4 separate regions of the Sus scrofa genome follow, and all the other regions are linked to region 1. A link is a contact called in public Hi-C and promoter capture Hi-C data. All regions are on one chromosome and are shown on one strand. Each heading gives the region's core, a stretch centred on a gene start, on an enhancer-like site or on the middle of the called end of the contact. The rest is flanking DNA. Distances are from core to core; before and after follow the strand shown. Region 1 holds the start of ZNF182 (zinc finger protein 182). Region 2 holds the start of ELK1 (ETS domain-containing protein Elk-1). Region 3 holds the start of ARAF (A-Raf proto-oncogene, serine/threonine kinase). Region 4 has its middle 32 kb from the start of ARAF.

Region 1 (3,450 bases), core at 366-2,865:
CATTACCCCTGATTTTAATGCTTATTTGCAAATAATTTCCTATTCTACGTCTGAGAGTCCTACAGTGCTCATCGCGTCCAGGGCAGAACAGAAGGAACAGACAACATACTTACCTGGGGTTCGGCCATTTCCTGCTCTTCTTGGGAAAAGTCAGAGATGTGTGAGGATTGAGCTAGAAGAGTGGAGAAGTGTAGAGCATATGAGAGACTCCATCAGGCTTCCAATGCCCAGAATTATCTGCCTAGAAATCCTCTCACACCAACTGGGTGTGAGGCCTCTCTGTGTAAGTTTGGGCAACCTCCACAGTTTGGACATGTGGTTTTAACAACCACTTGTGTATACTTGAGTCTTTTCCTCATGTGACCATCTAACACAAAAGGGTTTTGTTTTTTTTTTCTAAAAATACTTGTGTTCTGACTCACAAGTTGTATTTCTAGGTATTTTCCATTATGAAATAATGTGTCATAATTTCTCTGAAGTACCTTCATCTCAGCATTGACTTTTAACGATGCCAAATTTAAACAATCCTAAATGACCCATAACATGGGATTAACAAGGAAATACAAGGGATTAAATTCTATGTGGTTATTAAAAAAAAAAGTATGGTACCGTACAATTATCTGTGTACTTTTCTGTACATACATCTAAATTACAAGGTTTTTAAACGTTAGAGAATAAACTTTTAGGCTGAATCACAGTAACTTCTAAATAAAAAAAGGGCAGGTTATAAAACTGCAGGAACCCATTTGAAAACCGTATGTTAAATGTTTAAAAATGCACGCCCCTTATACACACTACAAATGTCTAAGAACGGACATTTAAATGTAAGAGGGGATAAAATTAGTTCCTTTGAATTTTCTTTTCCTCTATTTTCTAATCAATCTATAATTCGAATGTGTTATTTGTTAAATGTCAAAAGAAACTGAACTTTACAACTATTATTCCCATGCGTTTTAAGCCCCATCCCCGCCCCCAGACCCCACACCACCAGATCCTGCCCAGCCCTCCCGAGCCCCAAGCTCTCAGGTGAGTTCTCTCAGGTGCCTCTTCTTGCTTCTCCTCACCTCACTGGGGCCGTCTTGCCCAGGAGCCAGAAGGAAGCCTTCGGGTGCAGATTCACTTCAGCTGGAGCATTCACACCAGGCCCCTACCTCGGGGCTTGGGCAAAGGGAAAGGGACAGAGGGAGAGGCGGGGACGCCTAAGGAGGAGCTTGAGGGGTGCGAATGAACCCTTAGCGCAGGTCACTGTGCTGGAAAATGTGTAAAAGTCAACGTTTAATAAGCACCATTCAACCCTGACTAGCCCCCTAACTTTGTCTGCCACGGAACCCACAGATCCTCATTCGCTGACCTCTCGGTCCACCATCACTAATCCCACAACCTCCCACGTCCACGACCCCTACAAACCGGCTGCATTGTTCCCCCAGAACTCCCCATCACTCAGCCCATCACTCCTACCACTCGCCCCCTCAACCTCTCTCTCGACAACAGATTTTCTGCTCGCTGCAGAGGAGACCGTTACAAGAACTGGCCCCGAGAAGCACTTCCGCTTTGGGACAACTCGGGCTCCGCAGCCACAGCGCTGCAGCGACCGGGTATGCGCAAGCTCAGTGGGGGCTTTGAGCCTGCGTCCGCCAATAGTCAACATGGGGGCACACCCACCTCGCTCTCGCCCGACGCGAACGCGGTGGGGCAGCAGCGCAGGCGCAGAGGGAAGATGGCCGCTCCGGTGACGTCACTGTTCTGAAGCGATGGCCGCGCCCACTGCGTGTCTTCCCCTTGCGGGTGCTGGTGTAGAACAGGTGTTTACTTTGATCGGTGGAGGCCGTCATTCCTAAGACTCCAAAAACCTGTTTCCTTACGGCGGGAAGGAGACGTGCCCAATTAAGGAAAATGCTAGCGGGCGGAAATTTGATCTTTTGAACCTGGAGGGCGAGGGCAGCTTCGGGTTCGCAGGTGTAATTGAATAGGAAATGGGGGTGCATGGTAGAATTGCTCTACAAGCACAAAGGCTAGGAGGTTGGCTTCTTAGTTCACTAGCTCCATCCAGTGGCTAAGGCTGGAAGTTTACAGCCTAGCTTTTGAAGGACGGTGTGCAGACAAACAAGAGGCTGAAGAATAAATAAACGGCGACTTAGAGGATGGACACACACACACACACACACCCTGGGATGATGGGGATGTGTTAAGTAGTGGCTGACAGGTTGTTTTCTCAGGATGAGCAGGGACAATCTCCTTTTGTCAGGGGTGACAGTTACGCTGACCAAAAGGAACCAGCCACACAAATATCTGAAGCAGAGATTTGTGGTGGAGGGCCACTCTAGCCTCGAACTTCCTGCCTCCAAGAGAGGAATCCCCTTCCATCCTCTTGAAGCCATTGGCATTTAGGGTGGTGTTGGTATGTGCAGCCAAACTGACTCCTCAATGATACAGCAGACTTTTCTGTCTTGGCCAATGTGTCACTAAATGGGAGACACATGGGATGGGGGGGCAGGTGAATAACGGTGCATGAAGGACAAATTGGGGAGAGACAAAGGGTGATGTCAGGGAGGTGAATGAGCAGTAGAGTGGAGTGAATGTGGGGAGTGTGGAGCAGAGTGAGTAAATGACTATGCATTTGATTTTTTTTTTTTTTTTTTGAGTGCCTGTGGCATGCAGAAGTTCCCCGGCCAGAGAGCAAACCTGTGCCACAGCGGTGATCCAAGCCACAGCAGTGACAATGCTGGATACCTAACCACGAGGCTACCAGGGAATTCCAATGCATTTGATTTTGAATTAATAAGATTATGAATGAGACTGAGTAAATGATGGGGAAATGAGGCACAGTCTAAATGGCAAAAAGTGGAAATGGGAGCAGATTGTGAGTTGATTGGGGCAATGAAAGTTGGCGAATGTGAATGAGGTTGATAAAGCATTAGTGTGCAAGTTGGTATGAGTACTAAGGATTAGAGTGTAAATGAATGATGGTTTAGGGGGTACAGTATGAGTAAAGAGAGGCAAATTTAGGGGGAAAGTAGAAGTGAACGAAGGTAATGTGAGATGTGAGGCACTGAAGGAAGAAGGGGGGGCACAAGGGACAGAACACAAGGGAAGGGAAATGAACACGTGGTTGAATGTGAATACTTGAATCGAGTCTCGTTTGTTTGAGTGGGGATACTGTGAAGGAGGAGATTGACCAGAGGTGCATGAAGGACAGAATGGGATTAGATGGGGGTAATGCAAGGCATTGCCTGGAATGTGCAGAGATCCCAGTAGGCATCAGCCCAGGTGAATGAGCTGAAGCGTGTATGTAAATGGAGGTAACATTGGACAGAGTGAGAATGGGAGACGGTGAGTAATTGTGAGGCCAGGGGAGAGGGGAGGAGGGACACGTTGCCCAAAGCGAGTAAAGTGAGAGAAATGGGGCCCAATGTGAGCAAAAAGTGGTAAATCTGAGGCAGAGTGTGATGG
Region 2 (3,644 bases), core at 213-2,712, 300 kb before region 1:
TGAGCTAACATTAAGCATTCAGCCTGGTACCCAGTAGGAGGTCAATAACCAGTAGCGTCTATAGGCATTATCGCTACTGCTAATGTATTCATTTCCTGGAGTGAGGCGGGATGTTTTAATGGTTAACAGTGTGTAAGAGGGGGGTGTGTTCTAGAGTAAAAAAAGACCTCGGTTCAACAAGCACACAGGCTGATCCACTACTAAGAAGGAGGGAGAGTGGCAGGGAAGGCCACAGACTGACCCACCCCAAGGGCCAACCCTCCTGGAGGGACTGCATAGCACTGGACTCACACGAGGGTGTACCCAACGGGTGTAAAGGCAAGCACATGGGTGGCAGGAAGTCCAATAAACAGATCCACTGCAAAGGGGTGGGTGGGTGGGTGTGTGTGTGTGTGTATGTGTGTGTGTAAAGGCTCATCTTATTTACTAGGGGCAAGGAGAGCAGAGAAACACACTGATTCCTGCACGATAATGGAAGAGAGAAAAACCATCACACAGACTGATTATAAGGAGAAGGGGACAAGGCCAGGGACTGGGCTACTGAAATGGGGAGATATAAAGGTCTAAACTAACCCACTATTCAAAGCAAGGGAGAAGCCCAGGCACTGGAGTGACAGTCTACAAAAAAGGGAGGATAGGGTGATGGGCTGATATGCAGGGGGACATGAATACAAGCATGTAGACTGATCCACTGTAAAAATGGTGTGTGTGTGTGTGTGTGTGTGTGTGTGTGTTAAAGCCATGGATTGATGCACTGGGGGACTGGAGGCAGGAATACAAATTCACAGGTTAACTCCCTGTTAAGGGGGGGGGTACAACGCCACGGAGTGACTCACAAGGAAGAGTAGGGATGGGAAAAACAAGGCCACAGACGGGGGCCGCTGAAACTTGAGGACCTGAGAAATACAAACACTCAGACGGACCTACTGTCAAAGAGTTAGACGCTGCCAGAGAACGGCACCCTCCAAGCCGGGGTTGGGGGGCAAGACCACGGACGAGTCTACTGTAAGGGGGGGTGGGGAGAAATACAAGCACTAAGACCGATCCATTTTAAAACAGGAAGGGGGGATTAGGCCACGGTCAGATCCACTACAAGGGGCGAAGGGACGGGACGATGCCACAGGCAGGTCCACCAGCCGTGGCGGTGGCAGTGAGGAGCCGAACACCAGAAGGCCATGGGCCAAGCCACATCCCCCGGCGCGGGGGCGGGAAGGATACGTGGGGTCAGGGACCGGGCCCTCAACCCTCCAGGCCCCGGGCTCACCTGTGCGTAGCGCTGCGGTGGTGTTGGCAGCTCCGGGGGGCGGGGGCTCCATGCGCGGCCCCACCGCCCCCCAGGCCCGGGATCCGAGGCGGCGGTGGCGGCGGCGGTGGCGGCGGCGGCGGCGGCGGCAGCGGCGGCGGCGGCAGCACCTAGAAGCCGCCCCTGCGTTTCCCCACCGCTCACGTGGGCCCGTAAAGGAGGAGCTGAGCTTTCAGCCGCTCGCTGATTGGTCAAAGCGCCACGGATCGACCGCGCGGCTTCCAGGGTTGGGGAGGCGGACCCTGCCCCATAGGGCCTTGCTGGGATTGGCCCTAGGGGAACTGACGGAACGCAGCCGGCCTCCTGGGTTCCGAGGGGGCGTGCTCGGCCCCGCCGACGCTCACCGCTGATTGGCTCAGGAGAGACTGCTAGGCCGTGGGCGATTGACAAGGTTCCGGGGGTGCCTGCCTCGCAGTGATTGGCCTATATGAGATTGATGGAAGACGGCCAGCCTCCGAGGATAGAAGTGGTTAGGCTCTGCTTCCTGCTGATTGGCGGGCGATGGACGCCTAGACAGCTGCCAAAACACCAATGGGCGGTGCCGAACTCCACGCAGCCCAGCGGAAGCAGGACTTGTATAGAAGTACACAGGCTAGCAGCCCCGCTGGGAGGAGGTCTGACCAGGGATCTGCGGAGGCGGGCAGGCTAACTCTGTGGCGATTGGCTAGAAAAGACGAATTTAGAACGAAGCAGAGGAAGGAGGGCAGGACAGCTGCCAGACGTGCGAAGGAGTGTTGAGTGGTGGAAACGAAATGCCTACAAGGGCAGGGTCGAGCTGCAGCCAGTAATAAAGGGGTGGAACCTGGCTCTGTATCGATTGGCGGAAGCTGGATTCAGCCTAGAATGAGGACCGGACCAGGGAGGGCGGGCGAGATCGGCCCTGCGCCCATTGCTGGAGCTGTAACTATTTAGAAGCTGGGACAAGGCCAAGGTTGGGCCTAGACGGGCGTGGGTGTAATTTAAGTTACCTGAGGAACGATTGGAGTGTGGGAGAAGGGTAAACTTTAGGGCCAGGAGTGAAAGGTTGATTGCCTTAGGGAACAAACCGCCACCCTGAATCGGCCCGTTCTCTATGGTTAATTCAAGCAGTAGTGCACAGGAAAGGAAATAGAAAGAAGGGTCAGGTGGGGGCCCAGGTTGCCAAGGCGATGGTAGAGAGGGCAGAGCGGAAAGTCAGGTGGCACATTCTGCCAGGAAACAGGCTGGAGGCGGCACTTCAGTGGTGCTTTAAAGATTCTACACAGACTGGATCTCTGCGCCTCCCAGTAACATTGTGCTTTAGAAACGGCACTTTAGCCAACAGCAGAAGTTAATGGGGGAAAGAAGGGCCACGTGACTCAAAGACATTCAGGCTCTTTAATGTCAAGGGAGGTAGGAAGAAGTCAGTGGCGAGGCTCGGGGAAATTCTGCAGACCTTGTAGTTCTCTAAGCCCCTGAAAAAGAGAACAGAAGAGATTGAACGGAGACTGGGTCCAGGCCCCACCTCAGGCTTGCTTGGAACTCCCTTCCCTCAGAGCCAGCCTGGTTCCTGTCTGACTCATTTGGAGGGAAAGATGGCCCTTCCCATCTCTGGCTCTCTCCCTTCCTCAGGACACCACCCTAAATATTTGGAGATAGAGTCTGGGAGTGGGGTGAGCTGCTCTCACCTCTAGCAACATGTGGATATGGGCCTTGATATTCATGGAGTCCTTGGTGAGGCTGTCGCTGAGCCTGGAGAAAAGAAACGAGAAAGGGCGAGGTGGGCCCCACTTAGGATCCGTGAGGATGATGTGCCCTCACCGCTTCAAGAACCGCCTAAGTCCTGGATGACTTCCACACGGCAGGTGGTGGGACCCCTACTACCTGGCCTGCTCCTAGGCAGACATGCCTGGCCGCCATCTGCACTACACTGATTCCAAGACCTTTACTGAATGCCTACTCTATGCCAGGTTGTTTTAGGTACTGGGGAGATAGCAGCAGACATAGCAAACGAAAATCTCGGCCTCTTGGAGCTCAGATTCTCATTAAGGGGGACAGATGATGGAGTAAAATATGGAGTATGTCAGATGGTTAAAATTATAATGAAAAAAAAATTAAATGAGAGAGGATATGGGAGTACAGGAGTGGGGGCTGGAATTCGAATTAGGGTGCTTAGGGATGGCCTCACTGAGAAGCGTTTGAGTAGAGACTTAAAACAAAGAAGCGAGTCATGTGGACATATGGAGGATGTGTGTTCCAGGCACAAGGGGTGGAGAGTGCAAAGGCTCTGAGGTGGGCGCGTACCTGGCATGTCTGAGGCCCAGCGAAGAGGCCAGTGTGGCTGGAGAAGAAAAAGTGAAGTGGGGAGGTAGAGGAGGCGAGG
Region 3 (3,307 bases), core at 499-2,998, 400 kb before region 1:
TTCGTTACCGCTGAGCCACAATGGGGACGCCTATGTTTTATTTTCTATGAAGCTGCCAAACTGTTTCCAATGTGAATGTACCATTCTATACTCCCAAGAGCAACAGGTGAAGATTTACGTTGCTCCACATTCTCATCAATAGGTGGTCCTGTCAGTTTTTAACATTTCAGCCATCGAATGGTGAGGATCCGACAAGGGGCCATGGGAAATGGAGGTTAATATGACAGCCCATTGAGCTGTACTTTTGTCTTTCTCTTTATAGACAGAGAACACCCTCAATAAATACAAGTTGAAGTGTGTTGAGGCCCCCTCACCTAATGCCCTTTCTTTGATCTTTTCCCATTGCGTTGCAGAGGAATGCCGAGGCTCCTAATGGGAGAAGGTATGCACTTCAAACACAACAGGCGGTTCATACTGTTGGGGAAATCATTACAAATAAATCGCATGCCAACCCAGCAAATCCTCTCCACAAAGGTAGCGAAGAGCGGAATAGGTTTATTATCGAATAAGCATTAAATCAGACCGTGAGGGGCATCACAAGCAATTCACTAAAGAGATTTCCGAGAAAGAAATCTCCTCCTTTCATAGAGTCAGGCAGATACAACCCATGACCTACATGGTCTTAAAGATAGATGATAACTTGTCTTCAGAACTTGACAGCACCACTCGCTACACACAGTTCCTCTCAAATTCACCTGGTAATTGGGGTAGCCATCTGCCTTTAGGCAAAGGAAAAATAAAACGCATATCTCTTTGACAAGCAGGTGATGACTTGGAGCCAGCCGCCCAGGTCAAATTCCTACGCAGGTGGAGATAAGGCCCAATCGCTGTTTACCTTTGCATTTCAAAGACCTGGCTCCCAGGACCTTAAGAACAGCATTCCTGAACTGTAAAACTGGCAGAAAGCCTATTTAGCTTTTTTAAAGAGTCGCAGACCTCTCCAAGGGACAGAGAAAAATTTTACGAGTTTTCTAAAGAAAATAAGAAAAAGGAGGATGGCGAGTCTCTTTCACTTGTGACACCAGGGAAAAGTAAACTTTAAAAAAAGACTTTGTGTTTACCGTACACACGCTTCCCTGCAGTTATGCCTCATCTCAGGTTCGCACTTCCCTCCCCTCTTCACCTGACCATCCCTGATTAGTCTTTGAAAATCCTTATCAACTCCATTCCTAAAGGAAGCCTCCCCAAACAGCAAGCAGGCCTTCACTCCTAGGGCCAGACCCCCCTGCCCTGGCCACACCAGAGACCCACTCTTATCAAAGGTTATGATTACAGTCTCCTAGAACCGGAAAACGCTGCAGAGATTTTTTTTTCTGATTCCAACCCATTTCAAAGACGGTAAAACTGAGACACAGGAAAGTCCCAAATGAGTAGTTGGGCACAGGGTCACTGGAGTGAAAAAGGGCCCTTGAGGATTCCCCGTTCAGATTCGGAAACTCCTAAAGTTAGCCCCTAGTGACCCTCCCCTCCCCACAAAAATAGCTCTGCTTTATTCCATCATGGCACGATTGGGGTTAAAGCCCATGGCACGCAGGTCTCTTCCCAACTGCGCCTGCGCGAGCCCGGACGTGCGAATTTGCCCTAGACCCTGACGTTTCAGGCAGCCCCTCCTAATCCGGAACACGACCCACATTCCGCGGGTCCTGCCTTGACAGGCGTGACCCTGATCCAATAAGAATGGAGGGCCGAGTCCAGCGGAGCCAATGGCCAAAGTCCGAGGGGCGGTGGAGGCGGACTCTGTGAGGAAACAAGAAGAGAGGCCCAAGATGGAGGCGGCGGCGGCTGTAGCGGCGTGACAGGTGAGGGCGGGCCCGGCAGGGTTCGGTTTCTGGAGCGACCGCCGGGCACGAGTAAGGAGCCGGGACCGAAAGCTCAGCTCCGGGATGGCTGCGCCCGGGCCTTGGCGCCCCCTGCCCGGAACCGGAGGAGTGGTTTGACCCGGGGCGAGACCATCGTCGACAGCACGGGGAGGGGGGGTAGACTGGAATAGGGGTGCAAGGCTGCGGGGGATGGTTTCGCCCGTCGCGTGTAGCAGCGCGCCTGCGCAGAGCTGAAAGGCTCTCAGTGGGCAGGGCCAGGCCGTATATGGGGCTGGGGTTGTGGTGTGTCTTGCTTGGAGTCCTTCTTAATCTCTCTAAGGTTAGGGGAAGACTTTCTTACCAGCAATGGGGAGTGCATGAAGACGGGGCTCACTCCTCTCTTTTCTTATTCTGGATCAATGTCCGACCCACTAGGAGAATGTTTGAGGATCTCCCACCCCTTACTCCTCTTTAACCACTCCCAGCCTCCTTCCAGTAGCAGCAGTGGTATGTCTGTGAGCCCTTCCTTCGTTGTCAGGGAGAGTTTGGAGCGCCCTCCACCCCACCCCCACTTTACCCCCTTGTACCTCTCATCTCGACCAGGTCTGGTGATGCTCCATGTCCCTCCTTTCCCCCATTATCCGCTCTTCTCCCCTTTACGGTCCCTGGTGATTCCCTAACACATCTCCCTTCAGCATTGTGTCTGCGGAGCCTCTGTGAACCCCCCATCACAGTCTGCTGACTGCCATTTGCCACCTAACACAGGGTCCGTGAGTCTACCATCATTACACCCCAAGGGCTTTGGGGTGCCCCCGGCGCCCTTAAGAACATTGTTTGGTGCAATGCCCCTTTCCCCCAAACTCAGGGCACCCTGTCTGTGACTCCTCCCACCCCACAGTATCTGGTAACCCCTCCTCCATGAGAAAGCCAGGACAGCCTGTTCATGTCCATTATGTACCTGACACGCCCCAGTGCAGTGCATGCTGACTTCCCCGTTAGTCCCCAGCCCAGAGACTTCGTGTGCTCCTGTGGCCTCCAGGACAGTGTGTGCTGCCTCTCTTTATGTCCTAACCCCCACCCCACCCCGCCCTATGCAGTGAAATGGAGACCTTGGCACTTAAGGGTGAGACAAACAACAGGAGGGGCTGGGCCGAGGAAGAACTGGATCCCTTGAGCTGTGTGGGTATTAGGCTACAGGGGGAGACGTGGAGCCTGGGGACTGAATGTTTTTTTGTCCTCTGCCACTTTGCTTCCTAACAATTGTTCCCGGACCACTGCATTCCGCCTCTGTCTTCCAGGAGCCCCATGGCACCTGCCCAGCCCCACCTGAGCCCGTCTTGACAAAGTCCTAGGCTCCATGGAGCCACCACGGGGCCCCCCTGCCAACGGGGCCGAGCCGTCCCGGGCAGTGGGCACCGTCAAAGTGTACCTGCCCAACAAGCAGCGCACGGTGGTGAGTCTGACGGGAGCAAAGCTGGCCAGGGGTGGGCAGGGACCCGGTTGGACAT
Region 4 (3,627 bases), core at 829-3,328, 430 kb before region 1:
ACCACAGCCACAGCAAGGCCACATCCCAGCCGCATCTGCAACCTACACCACAGCTCACGTCCACACTGGATCCTTAACCCACGGAGCGAGGCCAGGGATCGAACCCGCAACCTCATGGTTCCTAGTCGGATTCATTTGCACTGCGCCACAACGGGAACTCCAAGGACCCTTTTCTAATAGGGACATCATATGGGATTATAGCCCACCTTCATGACCTCATTTAAACTTGATGACCTCCGTAAAGACCCTATCTGCCAATAAGGTCACATTCTGAGGCTCTGCGCGTTAGGACTGATATGTTTAAGTTTTGAGGGGCAGAATTCAACCCAGAACAGAGGGAGAGGATAGGTTAGGTGCCTAGGACTTGAACTAGAGCTGGGGAGGGATAGATGAAAAGGAGGGACTAGGGCACAATTCATTCGTGGCTGTAAAATGGACAAGTCTTGCTGTTTCTTGGAATATGGGGGGGGGGGAAAGAATTCAACTTCCGGGTTAGGAGCACCTCCCTTTTAGGGTTATTTGGGTGCTAGTACCAGAGGAGAAAGATGGGGAAGGGAGTGGAGAGGACTGGAATATAAGGTGACAAGATCTTTCTATATATATATATATATATTTATGTATGTGTGTATATATGTGTGTATGTGTGTATATATATGTATGGGATTAGAGCCCACCTTCGTGACCTCATTTAAACTCATCCCACACCCCTAGCCTGGGAACTTCCATATGCCATGGCTTCAGCCCTAAAAAGCAAAAAAAAAAAAAAAAAAATGGTTTTTAAATAGATGTTATAAATAAACTAGCTATTGTCCTTCAAATGCTAAGTCTTATAGGTTAACTCACAAGAATGATCAGAGCAATAAAAGTATGACCTATCATTTGGCACACAGATGTTCACAGCAACTTTATTTGTAACAGCCCAACCTGGAAATGACCCCAAAGGCTAGGTGAATGAATAAACAAACTGGGCCAGACAATGGAATACAGACTCAGCAATACAAAGGAATTCATACCGAGATATAGGACACTGAGAAGTCGCAAAATGATACTGCTGCATGAAAGAAGTTACCAAAAAAAAGGGTTTATATTGTATGATTCCATTTATAAAAAATTCTAGAAAATCTAAGCTATGGTGACAGAAAACAGGTCAGTGGTTGCCTGGAGGGTTGTGGGGACAGGGAGGCGCAGAAGGGAGTGATTAAAAGGGGGCAAGTGGAAAATTTGGGGGTTGGGGAGTTCCCGTCGTGGCGCAGTGGTTAACAAATCCAACTAGGAACCATGAGGTTGCGGGTTCGATCCCTGGCCTCTCTCAGTGGGTTAGGGATCTGGCGTTGCCTTGAGCTGTGGTGTAGGTCGAAGACTCGGCTCGGATCCCGCGCTGCTGTGGCTGTAGCGTAGGCCGGTGGCTACTGCTCCCATTCGACCCCTATATGCCCCAGGTGGGCCATAAAAAGACCCCCCCCCCAAAAAAAAGGTGCATTTCTTTATATATCAATTATACCTCAATAAAGCTTAAAAAAAAAAGAATAGAAAACGTGGGTAATTACTTAAGATTTCATGAAGTTTTAAAGGACCAGACTTGTATCCGCTGCTTACATGGCCGGGGCACTTAGTAAGCCCTCAATACTCTCCTGTTTAATAACTAAAGGACAAGGAGTCCCTCACCGTTCCCGCATCTCGCTACAGATCCCCACAAACCCCGTCCCTGTTGCCAAGGGAACGCGTGCCAAGAAGGTGCCTCCCAGGCGGCCCAGCTCGACGCGCCCCAGCCAGTTGCCAGGGCGCCAGCCACACCAATGAGAGGCGCCCCTGGTCTCGACAGGGCGGGGAATCGGGGAAGGCGACCTGGAAAGGAGGGGCTGGGGACTAACTGCCTGCAGAGATGCCTGAGATCGAGAGGCTGGGAGAGAAGGAGAGCAGAGGGACCAAGAGAGGGGAAGATGCTAGAGAGGGCGACAGAGCGCCCCCGGCGGGAGCCGGTTCCAGGCGGCTCCCAGTTCGCTCCCTCCGGGCCCAATACCCGGCAGTGACTTGACAAGACTGCGAGCTCCCAGAGCCGGCGAAACAGGAATGCACCAATCCCGCGAGCGGTCTCCTTGCTCATCACTTAAGCTCCGCCCAGTCCGCGGCAAACTCAGGCGTTCATTGGTTCAGCCCGCAAGCTTTGTCCGCAATTGGCCAAGTGCAAGCTCACCCTGCAAAGCCAAATCCAAACCTTCGTAGCGACCGATGCCAGGGTGACTGGAGCGCCGGGTGGGGACCTCAGGTGATGCAAAAGAAGCATTTACTGTGATCAGAGGCGCATCTTACCTTGCTCTTCACACATCTTCATTCAGGAAAAGCTGCGTGTTGGAGCCCCAGAGGGATAAGGAAATTACCTGCTAGCTCCCATCATTAATGGTTTCTAAATAGCACTGTACCCCTGGTGAAGGATACAGGGCCCTTTGGAGAAGTGGTTTATTCTATGGCTGGAGCAGGGAGAAAGAACAAGACGAGCTTGGCCCATCTCGCACCAGAAAGCAATGAATTGCTCTGAGAATAACGGGGATATATCAGAATGATACAGGAGGCCAGCTTGAAGGGGTCAAATTTGGAGAGTTTGAGCCCCCAAATAAATAATAAGGACTTCCTGTTTCGGTCAGAACGGAGTAGCCCGTTCCTCCCAAGTCCCCCCTCTTACAACTAAACCCTCCTGCACAGAACAAGCTAGGAAGACTCTGGAAGGTGGAAAGAAGGCAGATGGTCTACGGACCTCAGGACTTGAGGAATAACACAGCAGTGAATATCCTCAGCATCTTTTTTTTTTTTTTCCAGCTTTCCAAGTATTTTATTGGAGCAAAACAGTATATTTGCATGGGGGCGATGCTCAGCTTCCTTATTGCTGCTCATAAATCAAGGGGCTCCAGCAGCTTCAAATCTGGAACTGCCAACAGGCACAGACCAAAAAAAAAAAAAAAAAAATCTACAGGGAAAGTCTGTTTCCTTTAGCCAAAGGTCAGGGCAAAGGGTGGCCTAACAGAAAAGCCTTTAGATAACATCAGCCCTACCCAGCCAGACACCAATGGAAAAACCAACACCCTCCACACACTCCCCATGTTTCAGCAGGAGAGCAGGGAGCTGATGTTCCACCCCACCCCTCAGCAGGAGGAAGTGAACTGAGCCTCCGCCCCACAGTCGAAACAAAGCAGTACCGGTTAGTTCTAATCAGGATTCCTCATTCCCCTCACCTTTGGTGTCAGCAGGACCCAGCAGGCAAGTGAGCTTACAGAAGTAAGGAATGATGCCAGTCTGTGCCCTAATATTGCTGGGAAGCTGTCAGCAGACGGAGGGGGAAGATGAGTTTCCACCCCATCCACCTACACGGAGGCCGTTTGAGTCACTGCTCATCTACCTTTGCTGGGCTGGCATCCCAAGGGCCCAGCCGGAAATTGATCCACACCTATCCTGCCCTGTGTGTGCCATATATCAACAGGGTGATCACTGGTTGAAAAAAAAATAAGGTTAAATCTCACACTATAGGAGTTCCCATTGTGGCTCAGTGGGTTGAGAACCCGACATTGTCTCTGTGAGGATGAGTTCGATCCCTGGCCTCGTTCAGTGGGTTAAGGAGCCAGTGTTGCTGCAAGC

Evidence for each region. Promoter capture Hi-C pulls out the DNA fragments that hold promoters and counts their contacts. Hi-C and Micro-C count contacts between places; a contact is called where the count stands out from the background.
Region 2: a contact with region 1 is called in a promoter capture Hi-C map of fetal liver, with 4 times the contacts expected there. The contact joins the promoter of ELK1 here to the promoter of ZNF182 in region 1. A contact is called at or near these places in 1 of 5 promoter capture datasets (fetal liver) and 1 of 2 datasets of contacts at active chromatin or transcription factors (alveolar macrophages).
Region 3: a promoter capture Hi-C map of liver shows a contact between it and region 1, with 2.7 times the contacts expected there. The contact joins the promoter of ARAF here to the promoter of ZNF182 in region 1. A contact is called at or near these places in 2 of 5 promoter capture datasets (fetal liver and liver) and 1 of 2 datasets of contacts at active chromatin or transcription factors (alveolar macrophages).
Region 4: a Hi-C map of embryonic fibroblasts shows a contact between it and region 1, with 2.3 times the contacts expected there. The contact joins the enhancer-like site here to the promoter of ZNF182 in region 1. A contact is called at or near these places in 1 of 5 promoter capture datasets (fetal liver), 2 of 47 Hi-C or Micro-C datasets (embryonic fibroblasts and epiblast stem cells) and 1 of 2 datasets of contacts at active chromatin or transcription factors (skeletal muscle).

Annotation. Positions count from the first base shown.
Region 1 is chrX:42,471,693-42,475,142 of Sscrofa11.1, forward strand. ZNF182 (zinc finger protein 182) reads right to left here and starts at 1,616. Exons shown (of 4, transcript XM_013990885.2): 1 at 1,065-1,616; 2 at 114-172. The coding sequence starts at 128.
Region 2 is chrX:42,173,502-42,177,145 of Sscrofa11.1, forward strand. It overlaps ELK1 (ETS domain-containing protein Elk-1), which reads right to left and starts at 1,463. Exons shown (of 6, transcript XM_013990888.2): 1 at 1,265-1,463. It overlaps UXT (protein UXT), which reads right to left. Exons shown (of 7, transcript XM_003135055.5): 6 at 2,950-3,013; 7 at 2,641-2,736. The coding sequence ends at 2,686.
Region 3 is chrX:42,076,454-42,079,760 of Sscrofa11.1, forward strand. ARAF (A-Raf proto-oncogene, serine/threonine kinase) reads left to right here and starts at 1,749. Exons shown (of 16, transcript NM_214329.1): 1 at 1,749-1,799; 2 at 3,098-3,252. The coding sequence starts at 3,157.
Region 4 is chrX:42,044,558-42,048,184 of Sscrofa11.1, forward strand. No RefSeq gene overlaps it. Among named protein-coding and RNA genes, the nearest start is that of ARAF, 32 kb to the right of the region's middle. Within about 2 kb of position 2,079, at least 51 of the 83 cell types and tissues checked have an H3K27ac peak or open chromatin away from gene starts, as enhancers often do. A contact at or near this core is called in embryonic fibroblasts, fetal liver and skeletal muscle, where this site is marked.